Linked DNA regions of Sus scrofa: region 1 is linked to region 2. The links are chromatin contacts, called in public Hi-C maps. All regions are on one chromosome and are shown on one strand. The core of a region is the stretch at or near the end of the contact, and the rest is flanking DNA. Distances in the headings are between cores, read along the strand shown. Region 1 holds the start of PSIP1 (PC4 and SFRS1 interacting protein 1). Region 2 overlaps CCDC171 (coiled-coil domain-containing protein 171).

Evidence for each region. Hi-C and Micro-C count contacts between places; a contact is called where the count stands out from the background.
Region 1: a Hi-C map of epiblast stem cells shows a contact between it and region 2, with 2.2 times the contacts expected there. The contact joins the promoter of PSIP1 here to the enhancer-like site in region 2. A contact is called at or near these places in 2 of 5 promoter capture datasets (fetal liver and liver), 12 of 47 Hi-C or Micro-C datasets (alveolar macrophages, brain, embryonic fibroblasts and 7 more) and 1 of 2 datasets of contacts at active chromatin or transcription factors (skeletal muscle).

What each region holds. Positions count from the first base shown.
Region 1 is chr1:207,168,917-207,175,084 of Sscrofa11.1, forward strand. It overlaps PSIP1 (PC4 and SFRS1 interacting protein 1), which reads left to right and starts at 4,598. Exons shown (of 11, transcript NM_001243670.1): 1 at 4,598-4,778; 2 at 5,303-5,517. The coding sequence starts at 5,446.
Region 2 is chr1:207,100,891-207,107,134 of Sscrofa11.1, forward strand. CCDC171 (coiled-coil domain-containing protein 171) reads right to left here. Exons shown (of 27, transcript XM_021063474.1): 6 at 3,465-3,655; 7 at 1,030-1,161. Among named protein-coding and RNA genes, the nearest start is that of CCDC171, 39 kb to the right of the region's middle. Within about 2 kb of position 2,076, at least 4 of the 83 cell types and tissues checked have an H3K27ac peak or open chromatin away from gene starts, as enhancers often do. A contact at or near this core is called in epiblast stem cells, where this site is marked.

The DNA.
Region 1 (6,168 bases), core at 3,348-5,847, 71 kb after region 2:
TGTAGTTCACTGACATGTAGGTTAAGAGAAGCTTGTAACTGAGACTGGATGTTCAGATGTAAGTAAAAAGCAAATCAGATGTCTGAGATGAGAAGTAATTATGGAAGAGGTTATTCAGTGATTTAAAAAATTCTACTGGAATGGCATACAGTGTAGGAAATCTTCAGAAGAGGCACCAACAGGAGTTACCGTTGTGGCTCAGTGGAAGTGAACCTGACTAATATCCATGAGGACTCAGGTTCAATCCCTGGCCTTGCTCAGTGGGTTTAGGATCTGGTGTTGCCGTGTGAGCTGTGGTGTAAGTCACAGACATGGCTTGGATACCGCATTGCTGTGTCTGTGGTGTAGTCCGCCAGCTGTAGCTCATATTCGACCCCTAGCCTGGAAACTTCCATATGCCTCCAGTGCAGCCCTAAAAAAACAAACAAAGAAAAACAACAACAACAACAACAACAACAAAAAGAAGAGAAACTAAGACACCAACAACACTGCAAGTCAATCTCTGTCTTGGCTTAGCTCCTTTCCAGCTGGTCTAATGACCACCCAGACTCATTAATGCTTCTCTTATCCCTTGTATCTGAGAATGACTCTTCTCACTGATAAATCTGGTCACTCCTCACAAACTAGTACATGTTGGTTTTTCCCTTCTTATTGGCCAAAGTTCCAAATCCTTATTGATTTCCAGAGAAAGCTAGGTCTAGACTAGATTTATGACAGCTCTAACTGAACTAGCCTTTTGATTAATGTTCTTTATCTTCCCCATATTCTTGCTAACTTCCCCATCACAAGGCTTTGAGGGTTAAAATATCACACATAAGAAAACAGTCCAGTAATTGTTGTTCATACCAATAAGTTAAAGTTGTGTTACTAATACTGTGTATTAGTGTGGGAAATTATGTACATTATAGGTAAAAGCTGTGAAGGGGATTATCACTGCTAAGTTTTGGGGGAAAGTATCAACTCTTAGGATAATATCCATTTAAATGGTTACAACGAATATATTTGTAGTCAGTGAAAAATGTCATTGCTTTTAAAGGGTTAACCTTCTAGAGTGCCTGCTGTGGCACAATGGGTTAAGGTGTTGCCATAGCTGTATTATAGGTTACAGCTGCAGCTCTCATTCCATTCTTGGCCAGGGAATATCCATATGCCATGAATGCAGCCAAAAGAAATAAAAATAAAAAATAAATGGTTAACCTTTAAGCACATGAAAAATGCACAAAGTCAAAACAAATATAGATACCCTCAAGTGTCTTCTTATCTGCTTTCCAGTCTAAAGAATAAGGAAGATCCTGTCAGAGCTTTTTATCTGCCCTTTCCTCTCACTGATTCAACAAATATTTATTGAGAAAAATTGTATCGCGTGCCTGCTGAAGTCTAGGCACTGATCACTAAGATAGTGTTTTTTTCTAAGTAGTTTATTTTTAAAATTTATTATTATTATTTGCTTTATTAGGGTGGCATCTGCAGCTTATGGAGGTTCCCAGGCTAGGGGTCGAATTGGAGCTGTAGCTGCTGGCCTACACCACAGCCACAGCAACACTGGATCCTTAACCCAGTGAGTGAGGCCAGGGATTGAACCTACGTCCTCATGGATCCTAGTCAGATTTGTTTCTGCTGCGCCACAACGGAAACCCCTTCTAACTAGTTTAAATACTAGTTGGTAAGATTGTAAATAAGAAATTATGTCACAGTGAGATGAGGTCAGAAGTCTTTTGAGAGGAGATTTTTTTGGGGTTGAATCCTCTAGGACTAGAAGGAGTTAAACAGAATGGGTTGGTGGTAGGGACAAGCTGTGAATGGGGTGGGGTAGGGGGTGGTGGTTGGGAAATTTGAAGCTGGGAGTACTTTCAAGTCCAAAGACATAAGGTAAGGGAGTCCCGGGCTGCTTTTACTTTCAGCATCTTTTTCTAATTATGCAGTGCTGCTGGGCCCCTGCTCCACCTAGAGGTGGTGTGGGATCACACAAAAGCATGGACTTGAGAAGAGATTGGCTGGACCACTGCCTTGGCCACTTGAGTTGATGTGTGATTTTTGGGCAAATTGCTGAACTTCGGTGCGCCTCTTTTCTCATCTGTAAAATGGGGACAGTACCTGGATTAAATGAGAGAATGTAAGTCAAGCTCCTGCCTCAATTCATTTAGATCGTCCCGCCACCCCCTTGCTTCAGCTGTTTTGTATTTTCTCCTTAAAACGCTCTATTTGCTCCTTTAATCTGTCTTACTATACTTTTCCCGGCCTCCCCACTAAGAAGGCTATCTATGGGGGAGGGGTGCACTGAGCCTGGCTGGAGAAGAGGACGAGCTCACAGAAGCTCAGAAAAGCTCTCCAAGTGGCTCTGAAGAGCCCAACACTCCCACCTCCTTCTCCCCTCCCCTCCCCCTCTGCTTTGGAATTGCTGCTCCCAGGGATCCTGGGCTTTTGTTCTCTAGAGGCTTAAACTACCACCTGTTTTGCCCTGACTTATTGTTTAAAGGGTACTGCCTGTTGTCTACAGACTATCAAAAATCGAAATTGCCAAAACTTAAAAATAGCGAGAGCTAAGTTTTTAATTTAAAAAAGAAAAGTAACACTGAAGCCATTTTCCCTCTGTTTTCCATTTCTTTTCTGAGGACCTCCTCACTCACAATAACCACTCCCTATTATTGGTGCTATCATTTACCACTAATAAAAAGTTATCTTTTAATATAATTATAATTTATCTATTAATATATATCTGTCTTCCCGATTTGATTTTAAGTTCCTATGATCTGTAGTATCCTGCATAGAAGCAGTTTCTCAAACCGGAATATGAGTAAGAATCATCTGGGGGTCTTGTTAAAATGCAGATTCTGAGTTAGCTGGTCTGGGAAAAGGCTAAGTTTCTTCTAATAAGCTCCCAGGTGAAGCCCAACCTCAGGGCCCTGGACCGCACTTGGAGTCGCAAAGGCTTACTGGGCTTAAAACAAAGGAGGTGCACAAAAAATGATTGCTGAATGATGATGCCTTAGTCTTATCTACTCAGTGTCTTGAATTTTCTTTAATACGTCTTTCTCTGCTTTTTCCTGCGCACGATTTATGACTAACTGACAATTATTCCTTTGTGTTAACTTAGCTGTGCCCTTCCTTCCCTTTTTCATAGTCAACAGTGTTATCCAGAAACCAGTCACTTAGGGAGTACAGTACTAACATCCAGCTTCCTTCTACTGACATCTATTTTGTAGCAAGCAAGAATAACTTTTTAAAGAATTATCTTTAACTTTCTTGTTCAGCAGTAATTAGTAGCTCCCTAGTATACATATCAAACGCAAATTCAGGATGGGAGGCTTCAACACTTTTCTCCAGCCCCCCTCTCTCTTGCCAGTCAGTTTCTGTTTTGGCATCACTTGGAACCCTCTGCATGTTGCAAAGTATGCTTTAGTCTTCTTGAAAGACATTTTGTATTGGGAACATCTTCTTTCATTCTTTTTAAAGGCCTATGTATATCTCTTTCAAAAAATTCTCAATTTTTTGCTTATTTAATATTAAGCTTTTTTTGATTTCATCCCAGTTGAGTCCTTCATTTAAAGGAGTATGAACTATGTACTTTTTATATATTTTAATATTCTTATTCTTTTTTCATATTTTCATTGTTTTAAATTGGAATTATCTGTGCTTGTTGTTCATGGTTGTACCCCCAGCACTTAAGAATGCTTGACACACAGTAGGTACTTTAAAAAAAACATACTAAAATTATATTGGCTAAAGGATTAAGAAATTAGAAAATCCTTTAAGAGTATTTTAAAAGATAAAACATCTGAGGTTCAGTAGTACTTTTACACTGTACCACCTACCAGCTACTATTCTACTAGGGAAATAAAATTTAGATGCCGCTAAAATTAAGTCAGGGCCCAAACCCACATCCTATCTGAAAGGCTTATGCTTTCCTGTCATTGTTTTCTATCCTGCACGGTTTGCATTCGTTAAGATTGCATTTTTCTTAATAGTTCTTGGTGCTTTAAATTTAAAAGCAAAGAAATGGGGCTTTCTCAAATTACAATTTCAAGAAAAGGAGCCTGCAAGCCCCCTTCAGCGAGGCTTAAGAGGCCTACAAGCTGCACAGTGCAATCGCCTTATGCTCTGATTTCATCTATGGGTTTTTGTACAGTTCTTTTTTGGATGGTGCAAACCGCGCAACTGCAGCAATGAAAACCTCCCCACCCTGGGAAACGATGGAAGAACATGTTAGCTTAGGCTGCCAGGTTCTCCCTAACACACAGCCAAGGGCTGGAGGCCCAGATACCCGCCCCCAAACCCTGTCCACAACAATCGTTTCCTCCCTCCCCGCCTTTTACATACAGTACACATACAAATACACACACGCAGAGCAGCCAGCAGGGGCGGGCCGGGCCCGACCATTCCACAAACCGCAGGGGGGAACCACAGCGGGCCGACCTGTTAGTGTCCACTCCTTTTCTTCTTTGGACCCGTATCTCTCTCTGTCTGACTGCAACTATTAGGCCAAAGCGAACTTGGGGATCTATGGCCTCCTGAAGTTCCTCTCCGGAGCCACAGACCTTTGGCGGGTGCTGCGTTACTCCCCCTCGTCGGCGAGCAGTTGGTCCCGCCCCAGTGCTAGCGGGCGCCGAGCGGGAGCCGCGCGGGAGCAGCGCAGCGACGGCGGCGGCAGCGGCGGCGGCGGTTGCGATTCGGAGCCGTTGAGACGCCTCTGCGGCAGCTGGTGGCGCAGGTGGCTTGCGTGGACGCGGGCAGAGGCGGCCGGTCCGCCACCGCAGCCCCAGCGCCCGCGGCCCCGGCAGGTGAGCGGGCGGCGGGGACTCGCCCCGCCCCCCCTCGGTGGCCTCACTCCTGGCTGTAGCGGGGAAGTGGCCGCGGCCCGCCCGTGAGCCGAGGTTCGGCCCGGGGCTGCTACTATCGGGGAAACAGGCTAGGGGAGAGGTCGTGTGTGGATAGGAAGAGAACGTTCGCCTTGCTTTTGCCATCTTTTTCTCCTCCTCCCCCTCCCTCTTGGGGCTTAAGCTTGGGGGAAAAAAGCCAGAGGAAAGATGGGGCTGGAGAGAGAAGAATTGGGCTGAGAAGCATCTCTGCCTCAGGTGGTGGCGTCTTTTCGGTCGTCGAGCGGTGGACCTGGCGGAGCCTGGAGGGGAAGCTCTCGGGCTGCGGAGGCCGAGTACTCGCGGGGGAGGAGCAGGAGGCGGCTCTCCCCTCACTCTCCCACCCCCACCCCTGCCCCTCCACGGTCCTCCCCTCCCCCGTTCCTCCCCGTACAGCCCCTCCCTTCGGGTTTCTGAGCTTTAACCGCCCTCGGTGCTCTCCCTCGCAGGAGCGTCGGGACACCCCGAGGCATCCTCTCCCTCCCGCCGCCCAGGGGAGCCTCGGCTCCCCTCCGCCCTCCCGCATCCCCTCGGCGTCCGCACCACCGCTCCTCCTCCCTGGGCTTCGGACCCCCGGCCTCGCCCCCGAAACATGACTCGTGATTTCAAACCTGGGGATCTCATCTTCGCCAAGATGAAAGGTTATCCTCATTGGCCAGCTCGAGTAAGTGATTTTTAGCTTTCTCATTTAGCGATGCTACCTTTTTCAGAGGCCTACTTCCTATCCTTTTCTCTGAATTTTTTTTTCTCGTTTCTTTTTCTCTCCCTCGAGTTCTTTAGTCTCATTTATAAGCTCACCTTTTTAGGGTTTTTTTGGCCCACTAATCTCCCATGTAATTTAAAAATCCTGATGTTTTTACATAACTAGGTATTTTTCTGTGGTTTGTTTTTGACAGACTTTGGCAGGTTTCTTTAATAGAGATATTTAAAGGTGATGCAATTAATGTTCCACTGTAGGTGAAAATAATCAAGTATAGATTTGACGTTTAAAAATTAATGAAACATTGACCTTTTCCTAATTTTGAGTAAAATGCAAAATACCAGTGGGATCTATGCAAACTATTTAGGTGTCAAAGAGTTGTATGTGATTAAATTGAATTCATAGGTACTTTTTTCCTGTTCTATAGTAGATCAGGCCTTTTGGATTGACTTGTTTAATATGATAGAGGATTGGATGTTCTTGAAAGTTTTATGATAAGATAGCATCAAGGATGGTTTATAAAACTTATTTTTGTGTTTTTACTGGAAAAGTTTGCCTTATGACCTTGAAGAAGTTGTTTGATTACTTTGATTGTTTCCCATAGGCAAAAGGAGA
Region 2 (6,244 bases), core at 826-3,325:
GAAAAAAAATGTTTGTCTTGTCACAAAATAAGTAATAGAAGAAATGATGGAAATGTACTTGAAATTTTAAGTTAGTTGGTTAGTGAATGAACAGTTTTAATTCCTACTACCACTCCTTCAAAATAATTTACATGTAATCTCCTGAAAAAATGCAAGGTACATAGGAGTGAGAATCTAGAGACTTGTAGTCTTTCCCACACTAATCACTTCATCTGTATCTGAGTAAATCACATACTGCCATCTGCTTATCTATAATGGGGATTAGATATAATCAGTGATTTTCAAATTGAACTACTCGAAGGATTACTGTGTTTTGGGTGGGGAGGGGTTAATAGAACATGATTAAGAACCTGTACTTCTTAAAAAGAGTCCAAAAAGCACTATACCATATGATTTATAAGCATCCTTTAATATCCAAAATCTAGTTATTCTATTTCTTTATGTTATTAAAGTGTGCTAACAGTTTCATATTTTAAATGGAAAACTAAATGCCAAATGTATATGTGTCCTTTAAAAATCACATAATTTATGCAATGGAAGTTACCGAATGCTAATTCTAACAGTATTTTTAGAAACAGCTGCCCATATTGTCATGTAACTACAAATGAAACATGGCCTTCCAGAGATCAAAGACTAGGAACTATTTTCTCCTTGAGTAAGCTAGTCAATTATCACACTAATGTAATTTTTAATATCATAAGCATTAAAAAGACATATTTAGGAGTTCCTATTGTGGATCAGCAGTTAACGAATCTGACTAGCATCCATGAGGACGGAGGTTCAATCCCTGGCCTTGATCAGTGTGTTAAGGATCTGGTTTTGCCATGAACTGTGGTGTAGGTCGCAGATTCGGCTCAGATGGCTCAGATCATGCGTTGCTGTGGCTGTAGTGTAAGCTGGCAGCTACAGCTCCAATTCAACCCCTAGCCTGGGAATCCCCATATGCCATGGGCACAGCCCTAAAAAGCAAAAAAAAAAAAAAAAAAAAAAAAAGGGCATACTTAAAGAACTGAATTATTTTAAAAATACCTGTACTATAAATTGTAACTCTCTTCTTTCTGCTTCCCATTGTTCTGCTTGCAATCTAAACTCCTCCAATGCGGTCTCCTTGATATGAGACTCCATCTCATTATTCTCCTGCTGATGTTTTTCCAATGCTTCCTTTATATGAATAAAAACTTATTTTACTATTAAATCAATAAAAGTTACCTTTCTTCCTTCATCCCAATTTAAATATACAAAGGGCTCTCTTTACCAACAGACTGTTAAAACACATTATAAGTTATGTTAAAAATCATTAATTAATAGAATTATTATACCTTGGTCACCAGAATGTACATCTGAATAAGAAGCTATGGTTACTCATTTAATTTAAGCAACATTTCATATAGATACATAGATAAGTGTTAGATAGATAGATAGATAGAGATAGAGCTATTTAACCCCTTTTTTCCAAAAAATTTAACTTCAGGGGATTGAACAAAATGCACCATATGATAAAGAGACAAAAACAAAATCAGTTGTTTGGCATATATGTAATCTATATGTAAAATCTGTATGTAAAGGAGATGATATAGAAAGCTTTAATTACCTATAAACAAACTACCTGGATCTTCCCTAAAAATTTAAATATAAATCTGACAAAGAACACTGTATTTACAAAAGGGAAGAAGGAAGGAGTTGTGTGCAACGAATCAGTATAAGGAAACTCTAGAATGTTAAAAATTTGAAAAGTCAAAATTTTTTTCAGGTTCGGACTGTTCTATAGAATTTCTAGTTCTACAAGTAAACAATATTTGCAAGAGGCTTTTCTTTCGGGATTTTCCTAGTTGTACTATATTTATAAGATCTAATTTAGCTCAAAATTTTGGAAGAATACAGTGCAGGTTTCCCAAGAAGCCCAATTTCCTAAACTTTTGGTTTTAAAACTAAGTCTGCATTAACACAAGGAGAAAGATTCTTTGGTTTACAGGAGAGAGAGGAAAGCCTTCTGTGCCCTCATAAACAGTAGCCTGGATCTGCATAATAAAGACTGCCCTTCCAACTTTCTCTAATGGAAAGCCAACACAAAGAGCCTTGGGGCTTTTTCCCCTTAGGGCTAAATAGGGACTCCTCTTCAACCCCAAAGGTCTCTGCACAGATTAGTTCAAAGCCAAATGCATAAAATCAAAGCAGAGTTCTACCAACTAGGTGATCATCTGATCACATCAATATCAAGATCCATAAGAGATCTTAAGATGCAGGCTGATTGACTGTAAGGAATGCTGCCAACTATACCCTTCTTTTCCTATAGCTAAGACTTTTGTTTGTTTCTTTGCAGGTTTTGCTTTTTGTTTTTTGGGTTTTTTTTACTTCTAATTTTCTTTTTTGGTCACACTCACGGCATTTGGAAGTTCCAGGTCGAGGGATCTAACCCATGTCACAGCAGCAACCCAGGCCTTGGCAGTGGCAATGCCAGATGCTTAACCCACTGAGCCACCAGAGAACTCCTCTAAGACATTTTTCGTGGGGAAGGTTATATAGAGTAGTTCCAGTTGCCACCTAAGCTCCCCCCATTCAAATACTAATGGAGCCCTTGTTTACGCCTGGCACTGTTCCAGGGTATAGGAATACTGCAGTAAATAGAAAAGACAACTGCAACTGTTGACATGCAGGAAATCAAAAGGAGATAGGCTAACAATGTCAGGGAACCCTTGTGCTGAAGCTTTTACACTTTTCAAATGCTTTTGTAAGACTATTTCTAGTAAAGATTTTTTCCAATGTTCTGAAAACAATTTTTTTTTACACCAGTGGAAAATGTGGTACATTTTTATTATGTATTTTTTAATTTAAACTGGTACTTCCAAAAAATGGCAGATACAAACAATTCAAAATCTATCCTTTAAGTAGCTGGCAACTTCAACCTTAAACCATGCTTTTATTTTAGAGACTCAAAAACAAAAAATGGGAGAGTAAATAGCTCACTATAATTTTGCTAAAAGGTAATCAAATATTTTACATATCATGCCTATATAGAATGTGCCCTACATGGATAATGAAGTTTACATCGAATATATAAAATTTTTCTATATTTATTGTATATTCAGGTCAAAATCTAGGGCCCACATTTCTAACATTCCAAATTTTCATGTCCCTGGATCAAAGGAATTGTGGGTTCTTATCTTCTTACAATATACCTATGCAAGTTGGGTTTTTAAACATTTTTGATCAGAGACCTCAAACTGTTTCGCACAAAAGAAACAGTATATACATATTAATATATTGCTAAAGTATATTATAAAAGAGACCCACAAAAATGCCCCTAAAAAAGAGAGGGAGAGAGGAAAGAAATTATAGGGGTGGGGAAGAAATCAGATTCTCTTGCTTTCTGGTATTTTCCTTTCCAAACATAATTTCAAATAATGTATAACACATCTCAATAAACATTATTTATTATTTAAAAAAATTCCTTACAAAATATTTACCTGTAGGGTTTTCTCCAGTCTGCTTTTTTCTTTCATAAGTAAATCATATTCTTGATTGCAATTTTGAATTATACTGTCTCTTTCCTCCAAATCATGTTCAAATCTTCTACATTCTTCTTTCCATTTCTGCTGGGAAGTCTGGAATGCTTTCTCAATCTCATTTGCCTTTCCCTGAAGTTCTGCATTCTGAGCTATTAAAATATGAAAGAATAATAGATATATTTACAATCATAAACTAAAACTAAAGGAGTTCAAAAAAACAAATCAGCATTAGAGCTGATTTCAGTTACAGCATGATCTCAGGACAAAACATTTAACTGCTTCACACCAGTGAACTCTTAAAAAGCTCCTGTCCCAGAATCAATCTATTCTATAACTTCTCAATCTCTTCTTTCTTTCCAGGCAGAGGTGATTTTGCCATGAAATTGTAGGACATATTGCTAGATGCATGCCCAAGTTTAGGTGAACTAGGTACAACTCTATTGCTTTTTCTATTCAAGAAAATTAATTTTTTAATTAAAAAAAAAACCTGTGAGACATAATTGGGCTACTTTTTGAAAACACTTGATAAATTACAAATTTTGATTTTTGACTTGGCATCAAGTTAGTTGTGGCACATCCTTACACTTGAGACTCTCAGAAATTTGAGGATGGGAACCTCTGGACTATAGCTATTTGCCCCCCCAAAGTGCGGCTCAACTCACCTCTCATCCTAGTGTTACCTCAATAATAACCATGACCTCCCAACTCCACTATGGCTGCTACTCTGTTTCAGCATCTGGGAAAGAAGTCAGGAAAGGCTTCCAGGTCTGGCTCCACCACCACTACCTGATTAAAGCTCTCTGACTCTATAATTCTCAGTGAGAATAAAATTATTGAGAAGAAAAAATGAGGAAATATGTACAAACACACATTAAACAAACAAACAAAAAGGTAGTTAGGAATATTATTTTAAAATTATATTCGTGTTTTGAGTGGATCATATGTTCAGAGAGGTTCCAAATAGAGTTTACACTGTGGCTCTGCAGTAACAAGCCCAACTAGTTTCCATGAGGATCTGGGCTCAATCTCAGTGGGTTAAGGATCTGGCGATGCCATGAGCTTGTGAGCTGTGAGCTGTGGTGTAGGTCACAGAAGCAACTCAGATCTGGCACTGCTGTGGATGTGGGGCAGGCCAGCAGCTGCAGCTCCAATTCAACCCCTAGCCTAGGAACTTCCACATGTCATGGGTGGGGCTCAAAAAAGAAAAAAAAAGAAAAGGAAAAAAAAGTTTCAAATGCAAAAGTATAAGAAGTCTCCCATTCAGTTACGCTATAAAGATTTTATTCTATGGTTTAGCATCCTGTATTGTAAGTAAGAAGTTTGAGGCCATTTTGATTCCTGTTCCTTTGCATATGACCTGTTTTTCTTTCTTTTTCCCTTTTTTTTTTTTTTTTGGCTTGGTAGGACCGCACCGCAGCATATGGAGGTTTCCAGGCTAGGGGTCGAATTGGAGCTGTAGCTGCCGGCCTATGCCACAGCCACGGCAACATGGGATCCAAGCCTCGTCTGCGACCTACACCACGCTCACGACAATGCTGGATCCTTAACCCACTGAGCGAGACCAGGGATCAAACCTGCAACCTCGTGGTTCTTAGTAGGATTCATTTCCACTGCACCATAACAGGAACTCCTTTTTTTTTTCTCTTTGAAAGCTTTAGCATCTTCACTTTCTATTTTTCTGGAACTGCATAGTACTTTGCCTTCATGTGGGTCTATTTTTTCCCATTGTGGTGAATGTTCAGCGGGCCCTTTCAACCTGGCAGCTCAAATCCTTTAGCTCTGAGATATTTTTTAAATAATTTTATTGATCATTTACCCCTCTCTGTTTTCTCTTTTATCTCTTTTTTTTCAACATTACTTATTATTCAGATTGGTCCTCAAAGTTTCTTGCCTTTTATCCTATTTTTCCAACTCTGTCTTTTTTAACTCTAATCCTGGGATATTTCTTTCATCTTTATCTTCCAATGCTTCTGTTGATATTTTTCATTTCTGACTTGATACTTTAATTCTAAGAACTTTCTTTTTTTATATCATCTGGTTCTTGCATCATGGATGGAATATATTCTCCTTCAGCCCTGAGGATATTAATACTGCTTGTTCGTTAAATCTTCTCCCTGCAGAGTTTTTGATTCTCGCAAATTAACTTTTTTCTCTCCATTTTAGAAGCTTTCCCCAAGTACCTGCTAATTCTTGGTTGTCTGTTCCCAATTAAGTGTAATTGTAAGGATGATGTACCCTTTTATACATCATATACCCACTATCTAGATTCTGAACTTGAGGATGGAACTTGATAAATGTGATCTGATAAATGTGGCCCATTTATTAGGAAACCCCCAAAATCATTATCATTAGGTTTTTCCTCCTAGTTTGGTCAGATGATCCATGAGAAAGCTTTCTAAGCTCCCACATCGAGTGTAGAAATCTCAGTGCTAGCTTTTGGGTAAACCAATAGAAAAGGGAAGCTGGAAGGAATAGTTCCTCAATATTCAACATTAAGCATGCTATATTCCCATCTTGCCAGTCTAGAGACCCTGTATGTTATCATCTTCAGACATTAAACCTCCCAACTTATACCAGGAAATGGGAGAAATCCCAGAATAGCAGGCTCTTGGAAAGGGGATCTGAGAACCTTAAGCACCTCTAGAGCAAAAAGCTTTCATCTCCCCTCTGTATTTCACCAGTGATATTTTATTTCCTAATTCAAAATGTATCTGGTGCTGCCAATTCACAAGCCTTTG